Regions from separate parts of the Rattus norvegicus genome. Here region 2 is linked to region 1. A link is a contact called in public Hi-C data. All regions are on one chromosome and are shown on one strand. Each heading gives the region's core, a stretch centred on a gene start, on an enhancer-like site or on the middle of the called end of the contact. The rest is flanking DNA. Distances are from core to core; before and after follow the strand shown.

Region 1 (4,443 bases), core at 1,517-4,016:
CACTGAGTCACATGCCCAGCCCTAGGGGTTTGTTTGTTTGTTGTGTTTTGTTTTGTTTTGTTTTTGAGACAGTGTCTCACTGGCCTCCAACCCAAGATTCTCCTGCCTCAACCTGTTGTGTCCTAGAATTGCAGAGTGCATCAACACACCAGGCTAGTGATTCCATAGACAGGAACCTGATAGATGGCTCAGTGGGTAAGACCTTTGGCTTTGCAAGCAAAGTCTGAGTCCAAGTCTCCAACACTCAGGTAAAACTCCAGGCACGGCTGCCTGTGCCTATAAACCCAGGATCAGGTGGGAATGAAAACAGGTGAATCCCAAGAGCTTGCCTGCCAGCCAACATAGCCCAGTTGTGCTGTGAGGAAACAGGGGCTTTAATCAACTCCATCTGGTAAAGATGCGTAGCCAGAGAAAGAACGGAAAGTATCCCACATCTGTTGGATGTGACTGGGTGAGCATGCTATGTGAAGCCGTAAGCTGGCAGCACCCTGCCTTGTCTGACTGTACTTTTCACAGGCTCCTTATGTGGTGGCTTCATGGGCTAGTGGTGAACCAACAGGTCTGCTTATGAAAAATCTGCTCCTAGTCCCTCCCATCCAGTAGCCTATATGGCATTTTTGCAGTCTAATCATTGGACTGCAGATGCACGAGTATAGGAAATCAGGATTGTCTTAGTCAGGGTTTCTATCCCTGCACAAAACATCATGACCAAGAAGCAAGTTGGGGAGGAAAGGGTTTATTCAGCTTACACTTCCACACATCGCCTAAGGAAGTCAGGACTGGGACTCCAGCTTGGGTCATGTTGACACACAGAACCAGCCAGCGCACAGGGGCCGGTCAGAGCTTCTGCCTGAGGAGAAAAGAATGCAGGAGAGCGGGGTACTCAATCCTCGCTTTCTAGTAATCCGTTCAAATCTGCACTTCTTCCAGAAGGCCTTTTATTTCAAAACCCATTTTAAAAGTCAATGACCATTAAGCATGGAGAGACGTGAGTGGGCTTCCGCTCTGTATTTCATTTGACATGCTTCCAAGTTGCTGTCCGTCCATTCGTGGCTTCCACGAGGGGATGGGGGGACATCGTAAGCTAAATGCACCAAACTCTGAACTACTGAATTTCTTCTGCATCTTAGAGACGTGTGAACCCAGTGCAGACCTGTTTTCCTCATAGCTCCAGAGAAGCAGAAACTCAGAGACACCTGCCATGCTGTAGCTTCTAAGAGGCTGGAATTCCCTTCCCCACATTCCTGAGAGAGTTAGCAATGAGATACAAGTGCTTCTCACAGACCCACAGCCCTACCTTGGCTCTCTGGAACCTCTAGGTATGGGCTGGCACTAATGTTCTCTGACACCATCTGTTGTCCCTTCTCTGGGAGCAAAATCCCTGCTTGTCTGTATACTCTGTGGCCGTGAATGGATCCGCTCCCACCTGCCTCCTCCCTTTGTTCTTTCCCTTGATCCTCTAGGGTAAAGAGAACCAGTTGGCAGCTTGGCAAGGTGACTCTTTTATAAGGGCATGTCCTGAGGTAGCACACGGCCTCTTCCTGGCCAGGGTAACTGCTGGTACAGGATAGAACGCCTTGGTGCTTGGCCTCCAGAGCCACCATTCATTACACAGTCTTTATCTTTGTGCATATCCTGGAACAATACTCTTAAATAAATACTCTCAGGGGCATTTTTTTTCTCTGTGGGTATTGACTTTTGTGTTTCCATGACCTCAATGGGACCCAGAAATGGAGGAGTCAGGAGGTTTAGCAAATAAGCATTTGCCGCTGTCTACGCACACAGGGACAACTGTGAGGGATGGTGTTTTGTTTTCCAAGGGAGGCACGTCATTGATATGACACAGTCCGTGTATGTGAGCACATGGCGGCTTGGAAGTTTCCATTTGACCCCGAATGCCAGATAAGCCTATGTCCAGTGAGCAGGGGCAAGCTGTTCTTGAGAGCAGGAGGCCTTGTCACTGCCCAGCCTCTACCCCTGAGCCTTGGCCACACCCTTGAACTCTCCAGGCTGTCAAGTGCACTATACAATCAGGGAAGACTCCGGGGCTTCCCATCTGATATTCCAAATGGTTTTAATGTGTTTAATGAGATTCTGTAACATGAATATAAAAGTCCCCAATGGAGGAGTTAGAGAAAGAATTGAAGGAGCTGAGGAGCTTGCAACCCCATAAGAACAACAATATCAACCAACCAGAGCTCCCAGGGACTAAATCACTACCCAAAGACTACACATGACAGATCCATGACTTCAGCTGCATATACAGCAGAGGATGGCCTTGTTGGGATGGCCAGTGGGAGGAGAAGCCCTTGGTCCTGCCAAGACTGGACTCCCCAGTGTAGGGGAGTGTCAAGGCAGGGAGGCGGGAAGAAGTGGGTGGATGGTTGGAGGAACACCCTCATAGAAGAATGGGGAGAAGGGATAGGATAAGGGGATAACATCTGAAATGTAAATTTAAAAATATCCAATAAAAAAGGAATAAATTTAAAAGAAAAGAAAGTCTGGGGAAAAAAGAAAAGTATAGAAAACATCACCACGTAGCCTAGTTTTAAAATCCCGTTTTGTTTACCATGGGTCACCATTTACCACTACCATCCCGGTGGCGCTGGCATATTTGTTTACACCCGGGGATATGGAAGCTTAGCTAGGGCGGCTATGGAGTCCACACATAAGAGTGTGGCAGTCATGGATGGGAATCTACTAGAGAGCCACCCACACCCCCTCAGGGAACACCCAACTGCCAATCTTAAGCGTGTCTCCCTCTGCTCATCCTCGTTAGCCAGAAGCACAAAGGTCCACTCATCACAAGCCAGGTTCCCATGACAGCCTGCCAAGAGGAACCACGAAAGAGGAAGAGGAAATCCAAGCTCCCCGGGCCATTGTGTTTATTTGTTCTGAAACTAGAGTGGCTCCATTCATACCTTAGGACAGCAAGTGTGTTCTTGTATGACATCCAGAGGATGATGGGACATTTTTTTCCAGGGGCCTGGGGGAGAGGGAACCTATTTCTTTGTTTCTTTTATTAAAAAACATCCAAATCCTGCCTCTCCCTTGCAACTTTCCAGTCTGGCCAATGATAGAGGAACTCCTACATAGCCAGACATGTCTGGCCTCCTCGAAACCTGAAGGAACCCAGGGCATATGCCCAAGTGCCCTATCCCGTCCCTTCTCACAAAAGGCACACAGCTCACAGGGCTGAGCGCCCTTTCAAACACGAACGCTGGGACTACGGGAGAGATGCTGCGACAGCTCAACCACCTGGTAAAACAGGACTTTTCCTAATCCCTCTTTGTCCCAAAGGGTCTCAGGAATCACCTTTTAAAATCTCACCACCTACGCTAAGCAGAGTGTGAGACAGAGTGATGCTGCTATACATCTGTAGACCCAGAACCCGGGAGGCCAACCTAGAAGGATCCAGAGGGTGATGCCAGCAAGAGCCTGACTTCAGTGCTGTCTAAAAATGGTTAGAAGAATCTCTGAGTGGAGAAGATAACACACATGAGGCCTAGAATTTCAGTCTTTAGCTCTGGAGGTTGATGGGGGCACAGCACTCCTTTCTAATGTCCAGATTGAATAAAACCCTCAAACATTCAGAGTGGGTTTGATTTTCCAAAGGAACACACTGCGTGGATCTTTGTGGGCAGGTATGTGCACATGTGTGTGCCAGCCTCAGGTACCGCTCCTCAGGTTCTTACCTTAGCTCTCTTGGGGCACCTGAAGCTCACTGATTAGCGTTGTTAGCCAGTGAGCTTAAGGGACCTGCCTGTCTCTGCTTCCCCAGTGCTGGGATCTCGAGACTGTGCCACCACACCTGGCTTTTTTATATGGGTCCCGGAGATTGAAGACGGGTCTCTATGCTTGCATAATTTTACCGACAGCTGTCTTCCCAGCTGCAAGTATTTTGACCCCAGTTTAGTGCGTGTGGTCAGTTCTTAGGCTGCACAGCACTGCTTTCTAGCTCTAAATGGATGCGTAATAACTATGAGGAGGAGTGAGTGGAGCTAGATTGGGTGACAGTAACGTTCTCGGAGGAGATGTAGGAGCTTCCCGAGCTCTCTCCTCTGTAATTACCGTGCCTTTCATTGACTGACACTGCTGACGTCCTGTAAAACAGCTAGCATGGCAATAGCACCTGTGACAAACCCCCACGACCAAGTTCACAGGAGAAACAGGCAAAATGCATACCCAAGAAGAGCGATTTCCTATAAAGCCTGGCCACTGGGTGCAGGCATCACCTGGGCTGGGTTAGGGGATGTCTGGTAGGTAAGACATCCCTTCTGAATGGACCTGTGAGAAGTTTCCAGAGGAGAGGGGCCTGTGAGTCAGTAGACAGTATGGAAGACAGCCACAGGCAGGCACCACGGGAGGGCGGAACAAAAGGCTAAGAGAGAGAGAATCTTCCTGTAGCTGGTTCTCTTCTGGGCAGGGACTGCCCTTCCCTTG
Region 2 (4,104 bases), core at 217-2,716, 170 kb before region 1:
AGTCATGTGGACTGCCCTAAACCAGGTTCCAGTTACACAAATTATCTAGTTATCTCTAGAAAGCAAATTATAGTTTTGTGAATTCATAACAGAGATGAGTAGTTGGTGCGATTTCTTGAGCCTCCTGAGATGGGAGTAAGAAAGGAAATATGTTTAGCTATTCTTTGTCTGGGGAGCAAACAGGTTGACAGCAGGTCTGCCCAGACTCTGTGATAGTTTGAATGAAAAAAATGTCCCCTTAGGCTTTTGTATGTGGACACTCGGTCCCTGGTTGCTAGAGCTGTTTGGGGAGATTATGGAATCTTTATGGGAAGAAGTCCTGCTGGAGGAAGTTCCCCGTCTCATCACATTTCCTGCTGGGGCTTTCTGTGTACAGATAAAAATGTGAAAAGCTGGCCTCCTGCTCCTATCACACACCAGGCTTTTCCCACCATGGTGAACTCTATCCCTCTGAACTATAAGGCAGAATAAACTCTTTGCCTTTGGTCGTGGAGGTATCAAAGAAATAGAAAGAATACCACACACACACACCCCACAAACATACACACATAGACATAAACATATATACACATACATACACATACACACACATATATATACATATATATACACATACATACAATACACAGACACACACCATACACACAAATATGCAAACATACTAAATACATACATACACATGTATCGCACACATACATACATATATACACATACACATACATACACATACACAAACATGCTACAGGCATACATACACACACATACACACACACACACACACACACACACACACACACACACACCACTTTTAAAAACCTTTTTAAAAGTGTTTTGCTCACCTAGATAGTAAAGTGGGGCATGTGAGGACAGAAGGGACTTCATGGGTGAGAGGAAAGGGGATGCTTCAGGCCAGTTGCTTAGGTGATGTTCTCTATATCACAACTGCTCACTTGAACTCTTGGTTTGTAGAATCAGGGCGTTTCCTATGGTGGGAATAGCAGATGTGAGAATGATCTGGAAGATTCTCAGCCCCTACCGTGTTGTCCTTGACTCCTGCTCCCACCCCTGCCCTGTGACCTTGTTATTGTGACTGGCCCTACTGTGTGCTCCCGAGTGACTTGATAGATTGAGTGCTGTATCCCACAGCTATACTGAGAGGCTGGAGAGGGAAAGGTTTGAAATATGTGAAAGGGAAATGAGTCATGGACTGCACTTAGTCATGGCCAACTTTGTCTGAGTGTGACTAAAGTGAGGTGTATGATCTCTTTACATTCTGTCAGCAGAAGGCAAACGACTAAACTCTTTATACCTGTAACAATAAGTAGCTCTCTGGACTGGAGTGTTGAATGGAAGTCATGGCATACACAGAACCAACGTTCTGTGAGGTCCTCCCACACAGAGGGAGTCACCCCGAGCCTGATACAGCCCTGTTTCATTTCTGTCTCTCTGCCTGGGGACATCAGCCATAGACAGCTGTAGCAGAAGCGCTTGCCAGTAGTTCTCATGGACACAGGGGATGGCCCTTACAAAGGTCACAGCAGCCTGACACGTGACCTTGGATGTCCCTTCCACACCTGTCTTCATGGCACTTCTCTACTGAGAACGTGTTAAGTCACAGCATTTGAGCAATACCAAAACCAAAACAAAACAAAGTGGGGGAGGGATTTCACAGCAGCCACTACACAATCACCCATGGCTGAATAATTACTTCACCCTAGAGGACAGGGTGTGTTACAGAGGCAGCTTCGGCTGTGGTAATGAGTATAGGAGGCTGCTTGGTCACTTCTCAAATGTGACAGGAAGCAGAGAAATGTAGTGAAGCAGGGTGTGATGGTTTGTATAGGCTTGGGCCAGGGAGGAGCCTATTAGAAGGCATGGCCTTGTTGGAGTAGGTGTGTCACTGTGGGTGTGGGCTTAAGAACCTCATCCTAGCTGCCTGGATTGAGTCTTCCACTAGCAGCCTTCAAATGCAGATGTAGAACTCAGCTCCTCCTGCACCATGCCTGCCCAAAGGCTGCCATGTTCCCACCTTGGTGATAGCAGACTGAACCTCTGAACCTGTAAGCCAGCCCCAATTAAATGTTGTCCCTTACGAGACTTGCCTTGGCCATGGTGCCTGTTCACAGAGGTAAAACCCTAACTAAGACACAGGACTAGGCTCTAAAATACTCTTTCTCCCCCTAGGCCTGAAGGTGTTTCCCAAAACAGTACCGCAGCTGGGGTCTGAGTGTTCAAACCCTTGAAGGGACATTTCACATCCCTGTCAAGGGTCCCTCACTCAAATCAGTTCTTCTGTGCAGCTCAATATTTCTGAGAGGATAATGAAACAAGTCTTTACTGTTCAGGTCAGTTAGAAACTAAAGATAGTTCCTCTGCCCTCCAACTCTATTCTTCAACTTTGAACATGTTCAGAGAAGATGTATTTTTCCGATGCTGATGAGCAGGACCTCACAGGCCTAGCGCAGTCAGTGGCTAATTTGCACGAGTTTTGTGGGTAGCTAGGTACTGACTAGACATCTTTTTCTTACTTCTTTTTTCAAGCACCAAAGTAAAGATTGTTGGGAATCACACACTTCCTTGCCCAGAATCTGGTGGCCTAGATGAGCAGAACTGAGATGTGGCATCTGCTGTTGAGTGAAGCCTTGGGGTATAACTGGGAGCTGGCGGAAGAGGTAGTCAGCCTTCATCCACCCTTGTAACGTTTTCTCTCAATATGGCTTTGTCTCATAAAACCATGCCGGGAGAAGATGAAAGCAGGCATATGCCCACCACATTGGATCTGGAGTGTATTAGATGATTGTACTTGTGCTAGCATGTTCTGCCTTGCTCTCACTGGGGTACCATTGAGTGGACTTGTTACTGAAACCTAAGTGGCAGAGAGACTTCAGAGACAACCATAGGCCACTGATAAACGCTGCATTAGTCACTTTTCTGTTGCTGTGATAAAAATACCATGACTTGGAGCAATTTAAGGAAGCGAATGTTTATTTTTGGCTTTCAGTTGCAAGAAGCTAGAGTCTGTTGTGGTGGGGGAGGCATAGCATGCAAACCAAAGAACTTTGGGGTCTCTGTGTCCTTCATATGCAGCAGAGAGACCAATTGCAGGAGACAAGGATGCATTTCAGTTCAACACAACTAAGTCCGGTTGTGGTAGTTGCAATAGGTATGGTCCCCATAGACTCATGTGTTTGAGTGTTCGGCCCATGGAGCATGGCCCTATGGGGAGGTGTGGATTTGTTGGAGTAGGTGTGCCCTTGTTGGGGGAAGGGTGTCACTGTGGGGGTGAAGCTTTGAAGTCTCATATATATGCTTAAGTCTGGTCAGTGTGATCCAGACTCCTACTGCTGCTTTTAGATTAAGATTCGGAACTCTCAGCTCCCTCTCCAGTACCATGTCTACCCACCATGATGATAGTAGACTAAACCTCTGAAACTGTAAGCCATCTCCAATTAACTGTGTTCCTGTGAAAGAGTTGCCACGGTCATGGTGTCTCTTCATAGCAATAGAAACCCAAACTGAGACACAAGGGTTCTGAGCCTGAGTAGTTTGTTTCAGGCATTTAAGCACAATGAGATTTGGTGAAAACTTTCCTGGTGATAATTAACTCAATCCCCTTGTGCAATACAATGCAGATCAAGGTAAATAAAGATCAGACGTGACTACACTGAAACTCTTTGTAAAGTACACGGGACACCTTTCGTAAGGATGGGTTCTACTGATTGAGAAAAACAAGCTTATAAGACTTTGACCAGGCAGATCGAACAAAGGTCACCAAGCCATTAATAACAGCCACTCCCAGTTTTCTGGGTGGATAATAGATCATGCATCCCTTCCTTTGAAAGAACAACACTGTGAGTTTAGCATTCTAGGTTCCCTAGTACTTATTTGTGAGCACAAGGACTTTCATGGCTGCTGCAAAGCAGCAAGTTGGCTAAGCAAATTTTTCTTCACACAGCAGAGAGATTGAGTAGGGAGTTGGGGGGGGGCACTATAAACCCTTAAAGCCTGCTCTTGGTGGTGTACTTCCCCCCAGCAAAGATGCACTTCCTAAAGATTCCAAGACCTCCTCACAACAGTGCCAATGACTAGGGAACAAGTGTTCAA

The links. A called contact is a pair of places that touch in the nucleus more often than the background predicts.
Region 2: a contact with region 1 is called in a Hi-C map of liver, with 4 times the contacts expected there. The contact joins two enhancer-like sites. A contact is called at or near these places in 2 of 12 Hi-C or Micro-C datasets (both in liver).

The regions. Positions count from the first base shown.
Region 1 is chr16:85,353,129-85,357,571 of GRCr8, reverse strand. No RefSeq gene overlaps it. Among named protein-coding and RNA genes, the nearest start is that of Irs2, 170 kb to the right of the region's middle. Within about 2 kb of position 2,766, at least 4 of the 93 cell types and tissues checked have an H3K27ac peak or open chromatin away from gene starts, as enhancers often do. A contact at or near this core is called in liver, where this site is marked.
Region 2 is chr16:85,526,268-85,530,371 of GRCr8, reverse strand. It overlaps LOC120097571 (a long non-coding RNA gene), which reads right to left. Exons shown (of 7, transcript XR_010058510.1): 2 at 840-983. Among named protein-coding and RNA genes, the nearest start is that of Irs2, 340 kb to the right of the region's middle. Within about 2 kb of position 1,466, at least 9 of the 93 cell types and tissues checked have an H3K27ac peak or open chromatin away from gene starts, as enhancers often do. A contact at or near this core is called in liver, where this site is marked.